Regions from separate parts of the Mus musculus genome. Here region 2 is linked to region 1. Evidence: chromatin contacts called from public HiChIP or PLAC-seq data. All regions are on one chromosome and are shown on one strand. The core of a region is the stretch at or near the end of the contact, and the rest is flanking DNA. Distances in the headings are between cores, read along the strand shown. Region 1 holds the start of 2310003N18Rik (RIKEN cDNA 2310003N18 gene). Region 2 has its middle 4.5 kb from the start of Gm39336.

Evidence for each region. HiChIP or PLAC-seq counts read pairs in DNA pulled down with a chosen protein or histone mark.
Region 2: a contact with region 1 is called in an H3K27ac HiChIP or PLAC-seq map of neural progenitor cells, with 2.8 times the contacts expected there. The contact joins the enhancer-like site here to the promoter of 2310003N18Rik in region 1. A contact is called at or near these places in 5 of 484 Hi-C or Micro-C datasets (cranial neural crest, embryonic stem cells, gonadal supporting cells and 2 more) and 1 of 115 datasets of contacts at active chromatin or transcription factors (neural progenitor cells).

What each region holds. Positions count from the first base shown.
Region 1 is chr9:50,229,280-50,236,163 of GRCm38.p6, reverse strand. 2310003N18Rik (RIKEN cDNA 2310003N18 gene) reads left to right here and starts at 2,982. Exons shown (of 2, transcript NR_131161.1): 1 at 2,982-3,109; 2 at 3,312-3,641. Gm40519 (a long non-coding RNA gene) reads left to right here. Exons shown (of 3, transcript XR_870728.1): 3 at 2,373-2,633.
Region 2 is chr9:50,302,783-50,309,903 of GRCm38.p6, reverse strand. No RefSeq gene overlaps it. Among named protein-coding and RNA genes, the nearest start is that of Gm39336, 4.5 kb to the right of the region's middle. Within about 2 kb of position 3,608, at least 59 of the 459 cell types and tissues checked have an H3K27ac peak or open chromatin away from gene starts, as enhancers often do. A contact at or near this core is called in neural progenitor cells, where this site is marked.

The sequences.
Region 1 (6,884 bases), core at 1,733-4,232:
AGGAGCTTGTGAGAGATCACAGTGGAAGATGAAGCGCTGTGGGGTTCTGTGTCTAATTAAGAGCCAAATGAATGAGGCTGTCAGGGACTGAGAACTTTCCATACCCCTGGGGAACAAAGAGGTGATTGTTGCTGGGGCAAGGCCTGGGGGTCAGTGCCAGCATCCCAAGGATGGGATGCAGGGAGTGGGCTTAAAATATGGACAACCCTGTTTGGGCAGGGACCAGGAAAACAGAAAGCAGGGCCTCATTTTATTCAACTATAATGCCAGCTCAGAGTGGGAATTCAGCCAGTTCCCATCTTCTGAGGTAGCCCTGGAGATCTGAGGTCCCTAGGGTCAAAGGCAAGGGTCAGAGGGTAGAAAGAAGTCAGCATCTCCTTTGCGGAAGTGTATATGGAATGAAACACTGAAGTTGTCTACGGACTTTTGTCGACACTTCTCTGTGAGCCTCTGATGCAATGCATGATGATGGCTGAGCTCCAGTGGCTGTTCGGATTCCACAGGCTCTGTAGCGAGGTGCTCCAAAGTGACACATACAGAAGGAACACCTCTCAAGCCAGAAGGGGAGTGAATGACTCAGCTTCTGAAAAGCAATAGCTCGATTTCTACTGAAATCAACAAGAACATATAGAAAATACCAAACATGCCAAGTGACTGTCATGGCAATCCGTGATACCGTGGGGATGCCAGGCTAACCTGAGCAGAAACTCACATTCTTGTGACCTGAATAAATAGGTATGGATGGCTTGGAGCAGGAGACATAGCTTAGTGGATAAAGTCTCAAACAAACAAACAAACAAACAAACAAGTCAGGTGTGGTGGCATGTGAATATAAATCTCAGCTCTGGGGTGGAGACAGGCAGACTCCCAGCTTCCCTGGCCCCCCAGCCTGTCTTCTTCTGTGAGTTCCAGGCCAGTGTTCCAAAACAAATACAAACAAACAAACAAACAACCCCCCCCCCCCGCCACCAATAACAAAATGAAAAATACTTCAGGAACAATGATAACTGAGGTTGACTTCTGGCCTCTGCACATATGCATACAGGTACACATGCAAACCCACATACACATAGATGTGGATATGCATACATGAAAAATAAAAGAAGATGTGTGTGGCTTACGTTGTCTGTCTCTCTCTATCTCTCCTTCCCACCATCCTCTTTCCTTGGCTTTGGTTCGTACTGGTCATGGCTGGTTATCTTACCCCAGCTGAGCAGAATCTGCAGATGTGCCTCATGGAACTCCAGCTTGCAGCTCACATTCTAGCCGCTGTGCTTGCGTATCTGCTCTGTTCTTCAGCCAGACACCAGCTGCCTCTGAGACAATTCATAGGGTTTCCGGAAACAGGAATGTCCTTAGCAGGGAGCTTGTAAGCCAGGCCCAGCATGGCTCTCAAGGCCTGCCATGTCTTCCTTCTTTAGCTACCCGGGAGTCTGGGAAGGGTAATTTGTGTGTGTACAGCCAGGCATCATGCCAGTGTTTCTGATGGAGGTGCCAGTGCCCTTTAAGCAGTGGTTGCTCTCAAGCCCTGGCCACGAGTTCAGTCTGGAGCATCCAGCCTGCTCTCGGTCCACCTACAGTGCTCCTGCCTTGTTTGGCTCTGAAGCTCATACCAGTGGCTGTCAACCTATGGATCATGACCCCTGTGGGAAATTGAATGACCTTTTAACGGCTTGCCTAAGACCATCGGAAAGGAAATATCAGTTATTTACATTATAATTCATTACAGTAGCAAAATTAGTTATGAAGTTGCAATGAAAATAATTTTGGGGTTGGGGTTTATCACACCATGAGGAACTGTATTAAATGGGTGAAGCATTAGGAAGGCTGAGAACCACTGCTGTAGATCCAAGTCCCTTTGCTTGGCGTTCACTGCCTGAGGAAGGCCTTTGGTCTCAGCATCCCTTGGGAATCTTCCAAGTAAAGGAAGCTGAGACCTCTTTCAGCAAAAGCCACTTCACAGCACAGACGTGGAGCAGGTTGTCTGCCATTTTGAGCAGGTCTTTCAGGACCATTACCTTTTCTGACTGTCTTAAAACAAAAACAAAAACAAAAAAACTCATTGGAGATTCTTCCACCTACCCATCAGGGCCTGGACAAAGGAATTAAAAGACTCTGTAAAGATTCATTGAGCAAGAGAAATTTCAGTCAGACTTGACTTTGAAATAGTCACTTTGTCATCCTCAACTGCAAGAATCTAGATTCCTAGCGATGGGCATCAGAGGTAGATTCTAGGAAACTGAGCTTGAACGGTTACTGAAAGAAAGCTGGTTGTCTCATAACACCGGTGGAAGGCCGGCTGTCTCACGGCTCCAGCAGATCCTGGAGAAACAGCCTGGAGGCTATGCATTCATACTAATGTCCCCTTACAGGCTGCAGGACTGACCTAATGAGAACACTGCTGTGGCCGCTGCCACTGCCAGCTGGATGCCACAATTCATGTCACTGCCAGGAACCTGATCATCACCACTGCTGCTGCCTTCAGAACCAATGCCACATCTGGTCGGCAACACCACCCTGTCATCTGCAGCCCCTCCGCCACCTGCTTTCATTGTAGCTACAAAGGAGGCAAGATAACTGGCTGCTTGTGTTTCTGGTACAGGAGGAAAAAAATCTATAGTATAGAGATGAGGTTTGGAGGGTCCTGCCACTTCAGGAGGTGCCAAGCAGACAGACAAATTGACAGCTGCTGGCTACATCAGCACTTTCACAAAGAAGGGTTTTTCATTTCCTACAGGTGTTGGGACCCATTTTGGCCCTGGTTTGGGCCTCAGTCACTTCCCTGATATGGAAGTGACTCAGCAAGACCTGTTTGCCATGCCTCTGCCCCGCCTTGCTGATGTAGAGCTTTGCCATTGGCCCTGTGAGTCACTCCATACCCTCCATCACCCTTCCCTGGCTCCTATGTCATCTTACCCCACCCAAAATCTCCCTCCCTATGTTCAGAACTTATATAAGCGAGAGGCTGATGCTATAAAGTTGAGTACCTGCTTTGACAAGACTCCTGGCTTGGTGTGTTTCTTTTGAGCCATCAACACTCACCATCCTGTTCAGCCTCGGAGAGACCCTGGAGGGACCAGGACCACTCTTGTCTCGCCTGGACCTGCAGGCAAGAAGCCAGCATACAGGGATGGTGCTGAAGAGATTTAATGCTGGAATTGTGTCCTCAGAGGGACATTATGGAGGAAGTGAAGTCTTCAGAGACAAGGCTCAGTGGGGAATGCTAGTTCCTTGTAGAGCTGTGGGGGTTGTCGGGTCTGCCAGGACTTGGAAGGGACAGTGACTGATGTTTTTCTTATCTGTATCTCCAGGAACAGTTGATGCCCTGGCCCCTTCATCTCTGGATTCTGAGGCTCAACTAACAAGGTATCCAGAATACATCTTCTCTAATGTCTGAAGAAAAATGCTGGCCACTAATCGTTTGCCTCGAAGGAGTCTGAGGAGTGAGTTGCCTCGAAGACAGTTGAGGGAGTCTGAATGTAGGTCTTAATTCGTTAATGTCATCTCTTTTAAAACCACTTTCTGCCTGGTGTTCCAAGTAAGATGTGGCTCATTCATATAGATCCTTGCTTGCTTGGAGTCTGGCCTGCTGGATACCTAATACAGGTTTCCAAAAATAAAGCTGACATTTATTGAATACCATGTGGTGTGTCAGGCATTGTACAGAGGCTTTACATAAATTATCCAAGTAATCCTCATGAGAACTCCAGGAAATAGGAGCTGTTATTACCTGTGTTTTACAGTTGAGAGAGTTGAGTTAAAGAGGATGCACACGTCTCCACCCATGCTTAGTCCATAGGCAGCAGAACTGGCATTTGAACCAAAGCCTAGCCTCAAGGCCCTGTTGCTAAGCAACCTCTCCAGGATCTGGTGGTCCCCACACCTGAGGTTTGAATTCACTTTTGCTCTCTAGGGCTTAGTCTTAATCAAAGATAGAAGATTCTCTGACATGTAGAGATATGTCAGGTCTCACCAACCAACAAATAAACTCTGAGCTGACACAGTGGCTGCCCCTCCCTACGTTACACAGCTCATCGTCCTTAGATGATCCAGTCTGGTGCTCATAACTTCGGAGAAAAAGAAAACTTGAATGCCAAAATGCTGAGACCCCAAGGTAACCTTTTCACCCTCTGCAGGACGGTGCTCAAGGAAGGAGGAGAGTCTAGACATCTGGGGCTCGAAGAGCAGAAGGAATCTGAAAGGAGATAAACAGAGAGAAGGGTTGTTGGTGTGTTGTTCAGCTTTCTAACACTATAACACCTTACAGAAATGAAAGATTTATCTTGGTTCATAGATTTTCTTTTTCTTTTCTTTTTTTGGAGGTGCTTCTCTATGACTTATTAGCCTTCGGTTGTAAGGACCTACGGTGAAGCAGCACTTTATAGTAGGGGTGGGCAACAGGGAAAGTGCTCAGCCACTGGCCATGATAGCAAGAAACCGGGGAGGTGACCATCTAGGATCTCATTCCCCCTGTTTGAAGACACAGTTTTCTGATGACCTGAAGACCTTTCATTTGCTCAACATGATGTCTTAGGGAAGCTTCAACTTTACACTCAGTAGACTTCTGCTAAGTATTTAGAATATACCAAGGTGTGTTAAAAACAGGAGTGAGAGGTGAGTTAGATGATCTCTAACCTCTAGTGAGTGTAGCTGAGTGGAGAAGACAATGATTTTACACTTACAATGTAGTTTGAAAGAACCCACTGAGGAGTCACTATGGGAGACAGAGAGAAGTCATGAACCCCCAGTTGGAGAAAGGAGACATCTAAGCTAAAGCATTGAAGTGGGAGTTGTCTATGGGAGAGGAGATGTCACCAGCTGACTGTCTCCTCAGGTCTATATGTTAAACTTGAAGGTGAGGACTTTACAACAGGTATGAAGCCACAATCATAGAGCCCTCTTACACAAGAGTCTTTGTGAAAGAGGCCTTGAGGACTTAAGAAGTCCTTCTTCATGGAAGCACCCAGCAAGAAGCTTTGCAAAAACTAAGAACCAGTTCCCAGCAGGCTTTTCTTCGGGAACATTTCAGTCCAGAACTTTCCAGCCATCGAGGCAACTGTGAGAAACATGAGTTTGGTTTTACAGCTCACCTAGTTGATTTTGTAATGGTGTCTGAACTAATGAATACAGGAAGCTGAGGGAAAGGAAGCGCCCTCAGATACAGAAGAGAACGCCTGGCTTATTAATGGATATGAAATCAGCTCCCCATGAGGGTGGGAAGTCTGGAGGGAAGAGGGATGAGATGAGTTTGGCAAGGTAATTAGGTACCAATTCTTGTAGGGCCAGGCAAGCCAGGAACAGGGTTTACACTGTCTTGACCAGTATGAGTCAAACAGCTGGCCCCGGGCAGCACAGCTTCTATGTAGAGCTGCTTCTGGGACTGGGGAGGCCAGCTACCATAAAGCAGTTGTGATCTCTCCCTAGGTCATTTTTGAGAATGCTAAAGGAACCCAGTCACAAGCCAAGGTAATGTTTCTCAGAAAGTCCCCTTTGTCATCCCTGTCTCACTCCCACAGATCCTATGACAGTGTGTATTGATCAATTCACGGGAAAAGTGATGTGAACAGAGGCTCACGGGATCCTAACTTGAATTTCCCCTGGGAGCCATCACTCATTTGCTAATTCAGCATTCATGGAAACACTACAGAATACAACTTCCACATTTACCAAGGTCTGAAAGTAGCAAGCATTCAATCGATAGGAACTCTGACTTTTTGGAACTCTCTCCAGGCTCAAATGTGGTGGCGGTGTCCTTAATAAAAGGGGTCCTTGCCTGCAAAATTGCCTAGGTCTCAGAGGCCAGTTTTGCTGTGCTCAGTTCTGCATATCCCAGTGTAAACCCACAGAGCTTTTTGTCCAGAGGGCAAAGGCGAAAAGGCGGGACAGGGAAGCACCAGGGCTTGAGGAACAATGTCAGCTTGGTGGTCTGTAATGGAGGGGAAGAAAGCAGGTTCTGGGAGGTAGCCAGCTCGCTCAGGGTCCCATGGTTACACTTTTCAATTCCACCACTCAGAGAAAAAACAGAGAGAAAATGTTTGAGGAGAAAAGGATGGGGGAGGGAAAAGAAGGATGCCTTGTTAGGGGTAGAGATTAGGGGAGGGAACATGGAAGCTGGCCAGCCTCGTTTTACCCATCTGCCCTTTGCAAACCATTATGGATCCTTTCCAGGGAGGTCCCGGTGCCTCTTCTTTCCTTCATTTCTTCAAGATTTTTGAAGGAACAGCAATGGAACTGTTTCTTCTTCTTCTTCTTCTTCTTCTTCTTCTTCTTCTTCTTCTTCTTCTTCTTCTTCTTCTTCTTCTTCTTCTTCTTCTTCTTCTTCTTCTTCTTCTTCGCAAAGCAGAAACAAAAATAACACCACCAACAAGCCCAAGCTCAAGCCCATGTGTGCCCCTAATCAGTTTTTCCTGCAATGTTGTGTGGAAAAACTAGGTATCCAGAAACTAGTTCTCATCTTCAGCAGACAAGGAGGAAACAAATGGCCTTTGTGAGAGGCTTCCTAAGGGCATTCTGCACTGGAGATGCCCTGCAGAGGGCTAGGGAGGGAAGCCTTGGGGTGATTTGATCAGATCAGCCATGAGGAGGTTGGAATAACAAACCTCTCCCCCTGTCTCGCTGCATCCAAGGGCCATATCCTGAGATCACTTTCCCAAGGCTGTGATGATCTGGAGAAACTCTGAGAGGTCCTCTGGGTAGAACTTTCTGGAGAGGAAAAGATGATGCCATGAAGACTGTCTGCTGCAGCTTCTCAGGCTGCAAGCCAGCCCTTACCTGGGGCTAGCAGTTGGCTGCCAGCTTACAACACATCACACACAGATGAATGTAGGTGTTGATGTGGCCTGAGATCATGCAGTGACCATTCTGGATACTTCTCTCTGTTCTGT
Region 2 (7,121 bases), core at 2,359-4,858, 73 kb before region 1:
CACCCCGTGTGACAGGGGTGGTTTTTTTTTTTAATCCATTACTTGATGGATTTTTCCCCCCTCTATCTTTAAGTTGTTATGGAAAAGGCTACTGTGAGCAGTCCTGGAGAAGTTTGTGTTCATTTCTTCTGCCTAGGTATCTAGAAGTGGCAATTCCATGTTTGCCATTTGGTGAAACTGTTAGTCTGCTTTACGGAGCATCGGTGCCATTTCTAATTTCCACCAGCCGTCAATCAACCATTCTCCGCCAAGACAATAAGCAGCTGCACTCTCTTGGAGCAGAGTGAGTGAAGGAAGCTACATTTCTCACCCTGTACTGGAGTGTGGCCATAACTCACATTCACCACTTTCCCCCACCCCATTACTCATTATGGATTTCTCTCACTTCCAGCTGAACTAGGTGGCTGACTTAGTGGGCCTGCCACCTAATGTCAGCACACATCTTAATTACTCAGATCAGTGAAGGTGCCTGGTGTGATTCAGTGATCTGCAGAAAGGACCAAGATACCACATTTCTAACAGGCTTTCCGTACCCCTGTTGCTATGATAAAATACAGTGACAACAGCACCTTAAGGGAAGAAGGGCTTATTGCAGTTCACAGTTCAAGGCTGTAGTCGGTTATAGTAGAGAAGTCAAGGCTAGACTCAGTTCATCACACTGAAGCCATACTCAGGAAGCTGCTGGTGCTCAGCCCTCTCTCCTTTTTATACAGCGCAGCATCTCAGCCTAGGGAATGGTGCCGCCCACTTTTAGGATGAGTCTTCCTACCTCAATTAATCGCTTCAACATAGTCCTTCATAAACATGCCCAGGGGCTAAGGAATCCTTCACAGGTGTGCCAGCAGGCTTGTTTCCTAGGTGATTTCACACTACAATTTGGACAATTGGCACCAACCATTGCACATAGCCAAGAAATTTATTGATCCTTAATTGCTACATCCTGTGGCTTTGACACTTGTCCTTTATGATTTTTCCCCCCTGGGCTTCAAGCACTCAGGTAGATTCTGCTGAGTTCTAGAAGTAATCCTTCCTTCTCACCATCTACCAACATGGTGACTGCTCTACTAGCCACCAGCAACATATGTAAACGCTGGCTCAGGAGAGAGCCTTTCTAGGTACTCACTAAACTGCTGAATTTATCTTGTCATTTTTCCAGATTCGGGGTCACAGGCATCATGACACGACTAGTTGATCCTATGGTCTTTCACACATAGTATTCTTGGGAACGGGTAACAGGGGGGTAGATTCCATGAGAACTGGTCACAGTAAGCAACAGTAGAGACAGACAGCAAGTGATAAAGAGTCCTAGACAGATGAAGGTCAGCAGGTATGAAAACATGCTCAAGAACTATCTACAAAGGAGAACTTGCCACGTGATTTACAAATTCAACTAAATCAAACTGTGAACCCCCTGAAAGCATAGGACAAACCCAGCAGTGAACACTGGAAATCCTGGAGGGATTCAAGGTAGAGAGATGACCACAGCCTAGAGTAGTCAGGGGATGTCTTAGTCAGGGTTTCTATTCCTGCACAAAACATCATGAACAAGAAGCAAGTTGGGGAGGAAAGGGTTTATTCAGCTTACTCTTCCACATTGCTGTTCATCACCAAATGAAGTCAGGACAGGAACTCGCACAGGGCAGGAACCTGGAGGCAGGAGCTGATACAGAGGCTACAGAGGGGTGCTGCTTACTGGCTAGCTTCCTCTGGCTTACTCAGCTTTCTTTCTTTTTTTTTTTTTTTCCATTTTTTATTAGGTATTTAACTCATTTACATTTCCAATGCTATACCAAAAGTCCCCCATATTCACCCACCCCCACTCCCCTGCCCACCCACTCCCCCTTTTTGGCCCTGGTGTTCCCCTGTACTGGGGCATATAAAGTTTGCAAGTCCAATGGGCCTCTCTTTCCAGTGATGGCCGACTAGGCCATCTTTTGATACATATGCAGCTAGAGTCAAGAGCTCCGGGGTACTGGTTAGTTCATAATGTTGTTCCACCTATAGGGTTGCAGATCCCTTTAGCTCCTTGGGTACTTTCTCTAGCTCCTCCATTGGGAGCCCTATGATCCATCCATTAGCTGACTGTGAGCATCCACTTCTGTGTTTGCTAGGCCCCGGCATAGTCTCACAAGAGACAGCTACATCTGGGTCCTTTCAATAAAATCTTGCTAGTGTATGCAATGGTGTCAGCGTTTGGATGCTGATTATGGGGTGGATCCCTGGATATGGCAGTCTCTACATGGTCCATCCTTTCATCTCAGCTCCAAACTTTGTCTCTGTAACTCCTTCCATGGGTGTTTTGTTCCCAAATCTAAGGAGGGGCATAGTGTCCACACTTCAACTACCAGTCCAGGGATGGCACCACCCATAATGGGCCCTTCCACCCTTGATCACTAATTGAGAAAATACCTTACAGCTGGGTCCCATGGAGGCATTCCCTGAAGGGAGCCTCCTTTCTCTGTGATAACTCCAGCTTGTGTGAAGTGGATAGCCAAAATTAGCTAGGTCAGGGAGTTTTCAGGCAAGGGTAGACCTATGCATGGCTTTGAAGATCATGCAGACATGAGACTGGTGGGAAGGTAGAGGAAGTAAGTGTTGGTCAAGGCAGGGTGAAGAAGACACAGATGTGTGTAAGTCTGGTAGGGTGCATGCATGTGTTCAGGGCTGGAACTCAGTCCTACATAGCTCTGATTTCTGGAAGGAACAATACTAGCTTTTTTTTTTTTTTTTTTTTTTTTTTTTTTTTTTTTGTAGTGAGGGGAACCTTTACTGAATCTTTATTGTAGGGCAGACATTATGCTGCATTTCTACATGAATTGCTTTAATCCTCAAAACTGCCCCTAAGTAGGCAACTCAGTCTGAAGTCAGATTTGGGGTACGTTGACTGGCCAACCGAGGACTTAGGCCCTTTCCTTTGATACGCTGGCAATGAAATAGACATGCTCTAGCTTTTGATAATTTTTATGTTGTTACTTCTATAGGGCCAGGCACTCATAATTTTATTGGCTGCTAAGAACATTATCTTGAACAGATTATGCATTATATGTGGTATACCTATGTCATGCTGCCATGGAATAACTTAATTCTCACAAAAACTATGAAAGGTGTGATAAGACATTGAGGCACAGAGAAGTGACATGATGTGTACCAAGTGATGGAGAAAGAGAGGGACGGAGGGGCTGTGTGTTGGGCCTCAGCAGTACTAGCATTTGATTACCATGTCACTGAGATGCTCAAAATCCATTTAGGAGACCACAGTGATAATTAAGTGATGGTGATGCTTTTATGACAGGGTCAATTGGAAGTCAACTGTTTTAGGGAGGATGATAGATGTGCTTCGCCAGGTCTTCTACAGCCTCCTCCAGAGAAAAGGCATCTTCTTTGGGCCCGGGGTATCAGGGGAATGCAGCCCTTCACGTCGCTGGGTGGCCTGTGTGTGTATGCTTTCTCTTCTCCCCCCACGGTGTATTTACACTCAAGACTGCCATAAACATCCATTTGCTTTAACACATGTGAAAATACCTTAGCAACTTCCCGCAGCTCTGGCCTGTTGCTAAGCAGTGACCCTTCTGCTACCATGGCAACATCACCAGACTCTGGAGGGCTGCTGGTACCAACCTCCTGACTAGACTCGGGCCTCAGGAGCACATTTGCTCACAGGGGCAGCCATTCTGTCTTGTTGTTTGGCTTTATCAGAAAAGCCTGTGTTCTCCTGCGGGAAGCTTCCTAGAGAAAACAGCCATTCAGTGCTTGGCAGATGAGGTCTGCGGTGGCTCCGCCTCCACTGCTGTGCCCACTTCACTCTGTGGAGTGGGTGGAGTTCAGGGTGGATGCACCAGAAGCCGCAGTGAGCTTTTTCCTCTGGATCAATGGAATGAATTAAGGACAGTGATGCCTCTTGAAATCACGGCAGCAGGAAGCTACTACCACCCTGAGGGAGAGTTTTACAGAAATGATTTTCCAATTATAAACCTGGAATCATGGAGCAGGGGTCACTTAGACAGGGAAGCACACTGTGCAACAGTGGTTTAGTCAACAACCGGCCACTTTTATGATGACTATACCATTTAGCCTAGCTGTGTCCTGAGCTATACCATCCGCATTTGCATGAGTGCATCCTATGATGTTTGCTCACCAAAATGATGCACTTCTCAGACATATCTTTGTCTTTAGGTGACACATGATTGCATTGTAAGAGATGCCACTCCGGGGAGAGAGGAGTGTGTGATAGTATTACTTGCTGACACAAATGACAGCAACTAGAATCACCTAAAAGACAGATTACTTAGCAAGCCTACTTCCTTAATGCAGGTCACACTGTTTACTCGGGCTGGGGTCCAGAGTGAAGAGGAAAAAAGCAAGAAGAACATCAGCATCCGTATCTCAGCTTCCTGACTGCTGACAATGCCCAGTTGCCTCCTCTTCCTGCTGCCAAGATATTCTTATTATATACATTATATATTATACATATAATATATTACATATATATATATATATATATATATATATATATATATATATATATATATCTTATGTGCCATGATATTCTTATTCCCTGACCACCAGGAGGCAGGATAAATCCCCTTTCTCTTACATTACTTCTTTTGGGCGTTTAGTCACAACAACAACAACAAAAAAAGAAACTAACACAGCATTAAAGAAACAGCTGGAACTCATCCTGGTGTTTCCCAGTGACCAAATGGAATTTGAGCCACCCACAAGGAAACTCAGACATTGTAGCTTTCGAGGGCCTTGGCCTCTTCAGTGAAAGAGGCAAGCAAGGAGAACTAACTTAGAACTTAAATGATTATGATGGGTATATTAGCTGGTTTTGTATGTCAACCTGACATAAGCTAGAATCACCGGAGAGGAAGGAGCCTCAGTTGAGGAACCCCCTCCACGAGATCCAGCTGTAAGGCATTTTCTCAGTTAGTGAGCAATAGGGCAGGGCCCAGTCCACTGTGGATGGTGCCATCCCTGGGCTGGTGGGCCTCAGTTCTATAAGTAAGCAGGCTGTGGAAGCTATGGGGAGCAAGCAGCAGCCTCCCATGGCCTCTGCATCCGCTCTTGCCTCCAGATTCTTGCCCTGCTTGAATTCCTGTCCTGACTTTCTCCAATGATGGACTATGATCTAGAAGTGTATTAACCCTTTCCTCCTCAATGTGCTTTTTGGTCATGATGTTTTCATCGCAGCAACAGAAGCCCTAACTATGACAGTGGGGTAGGCAGTGAGTAGCATGGCTACTTGTCTGAACCAGGCAGGCTAGGGAGAACAAAATCTTCATCTAGATCTACCTGTGGGACAGGATAAAGGCCAGGGAGTAGAGCCAGCTACAGACATGTTTAACCAGGAGGCATGACATCAGGGATAATGGGCAGCCAATGTGAGTAAATCCAATGCCTTGTCTCAGTGGGCCCTCACACATCACCCTCTCTGACCCACAGGCAATGCCTGAGTCATTTTTTGAAAAGTTTCCTGTTTCCAGATTAAAAAGCCTGAGAATACTTTCATATTCTTCAAAACCTTTCTTCTGGAAGCTTCATCGTTCAGCCCTCAACCTGGTTGTCAGTCCCAGCCCAGAAGCTGTAGATTTACAAAGTTTGGACCACAGCAGCAGCAGCAGCAGCTACCAGTGGGGATACGTTGGAAAAGCATATTTACAGATCACCCCACCCCCATCCCTGGCTCCTTCCCAAGGGCCATTCTAGGCATGTCCAACAATCTGTCTTAACTACCCATAGCTGGAAAGGGAGACCACAGCTCAAAGCAGCAGTCCGTAAATGTAAGCACGCTGTTCTAGTTTCATTGTGTTGATGTGATAAAACACTTTAGCCAAGAGTAACTTAGGGGTGGGAAGGGTTTACTTCAGCTTATGCTTGAAGGTCAGTCTTCCACTGAGGGAAGCCATGGCAGGACCGGGAGCAGAAACCACGGAGAATGCCACTTGCTGGCTTGCTCTCAGGCTCATGGTCAGCCAGTATTCTTTTATGGCCCAGGGCCACATGCTTAGGGATGGCGCTGCCCCTTTCTGCTGGGCGTTGCTATTCCTATCTTCTCCAACTCCTAGCTTGTAGCCTGAGGCCCACTTTGCTGCATTTTCATGTCCTGGACCAGAGAAGCTTGGCCTTAAGTCACAGTTTTTAGATAAACTGGGCAACCCCAGCAATTGTTGGGATTCAGGGAGTGTTTATAAGTGGTTGGCCATCAAGGAAGTAGATCCCAGATGCAGAGTTAGGGTTCATGGACAGAATACTAGTTCTGAGGGAATTAGGAAGGGAACCCCCGAGAGACTCTGATACTCTGAACAGGTCATGGGCTCCAGCAAAGAATGCTAGGGCTGCTTGTTCCCAGGAGCTACTTCTTCACAGGTCTCACACAGTTCTGCACATGTAGCAGGCGAGAATGATTTCTCGTTGTTCTTGACTGCTTTCTCAAGATGTTTGTATGGTGAACATCCTAGAAGATATGGATTGTGTCTCTTTCTGCGCAAATGTCAATTATACTTTGTAACCCTTAAGAAATATTTGGGTTTCCTAAGCTCTGAGCTCCTATCCTAGAACATCACCCACGCTGTGTCCTTATGACTTAGTGCTCACTTCATCTTGTTCAGTAGATTTGGGGACTTGCAAGAATGGTATAAAATAAGGAGACACTGGATACTGTAGTTGCTTGAAATAATAAACCATCTCTGGTCTGTTAGGGTCACCAGGGTTCCAGGCCTGTGCTCGACTGGGACCAGGCTGTCTGTGCATAGCTCATGGCCCCATGGGTAGTGCCACTTCTAGGGAATGGGCTTGGATTGTATAAAGCAAGCTGAGTAAGCCATGGGGAGCAGCAAATGGGCAGTGTCCTTCATGGCTTTTGTTTCTAGTCCAACCTCCAGGTTCCTGCCTTGAGTTCCAGCCCCTATTTCCTCAGATGATACACTGGGATGTGGAAGTAAAAGCCAACTTAACTCTTCTCTCCTCAAATTCAACTTAGTCATGGTGTTCTTTTCATAGTAGAAAGCCAACTAGAACACTATCTAGGTCAAGTCCCTTCAAGAGCCCACCCAATTCCATTTGTGAGAAACAAGCCCTTAAGCCAAGTCACATCTTTGTTAACTTTTGTTTTGGTATGC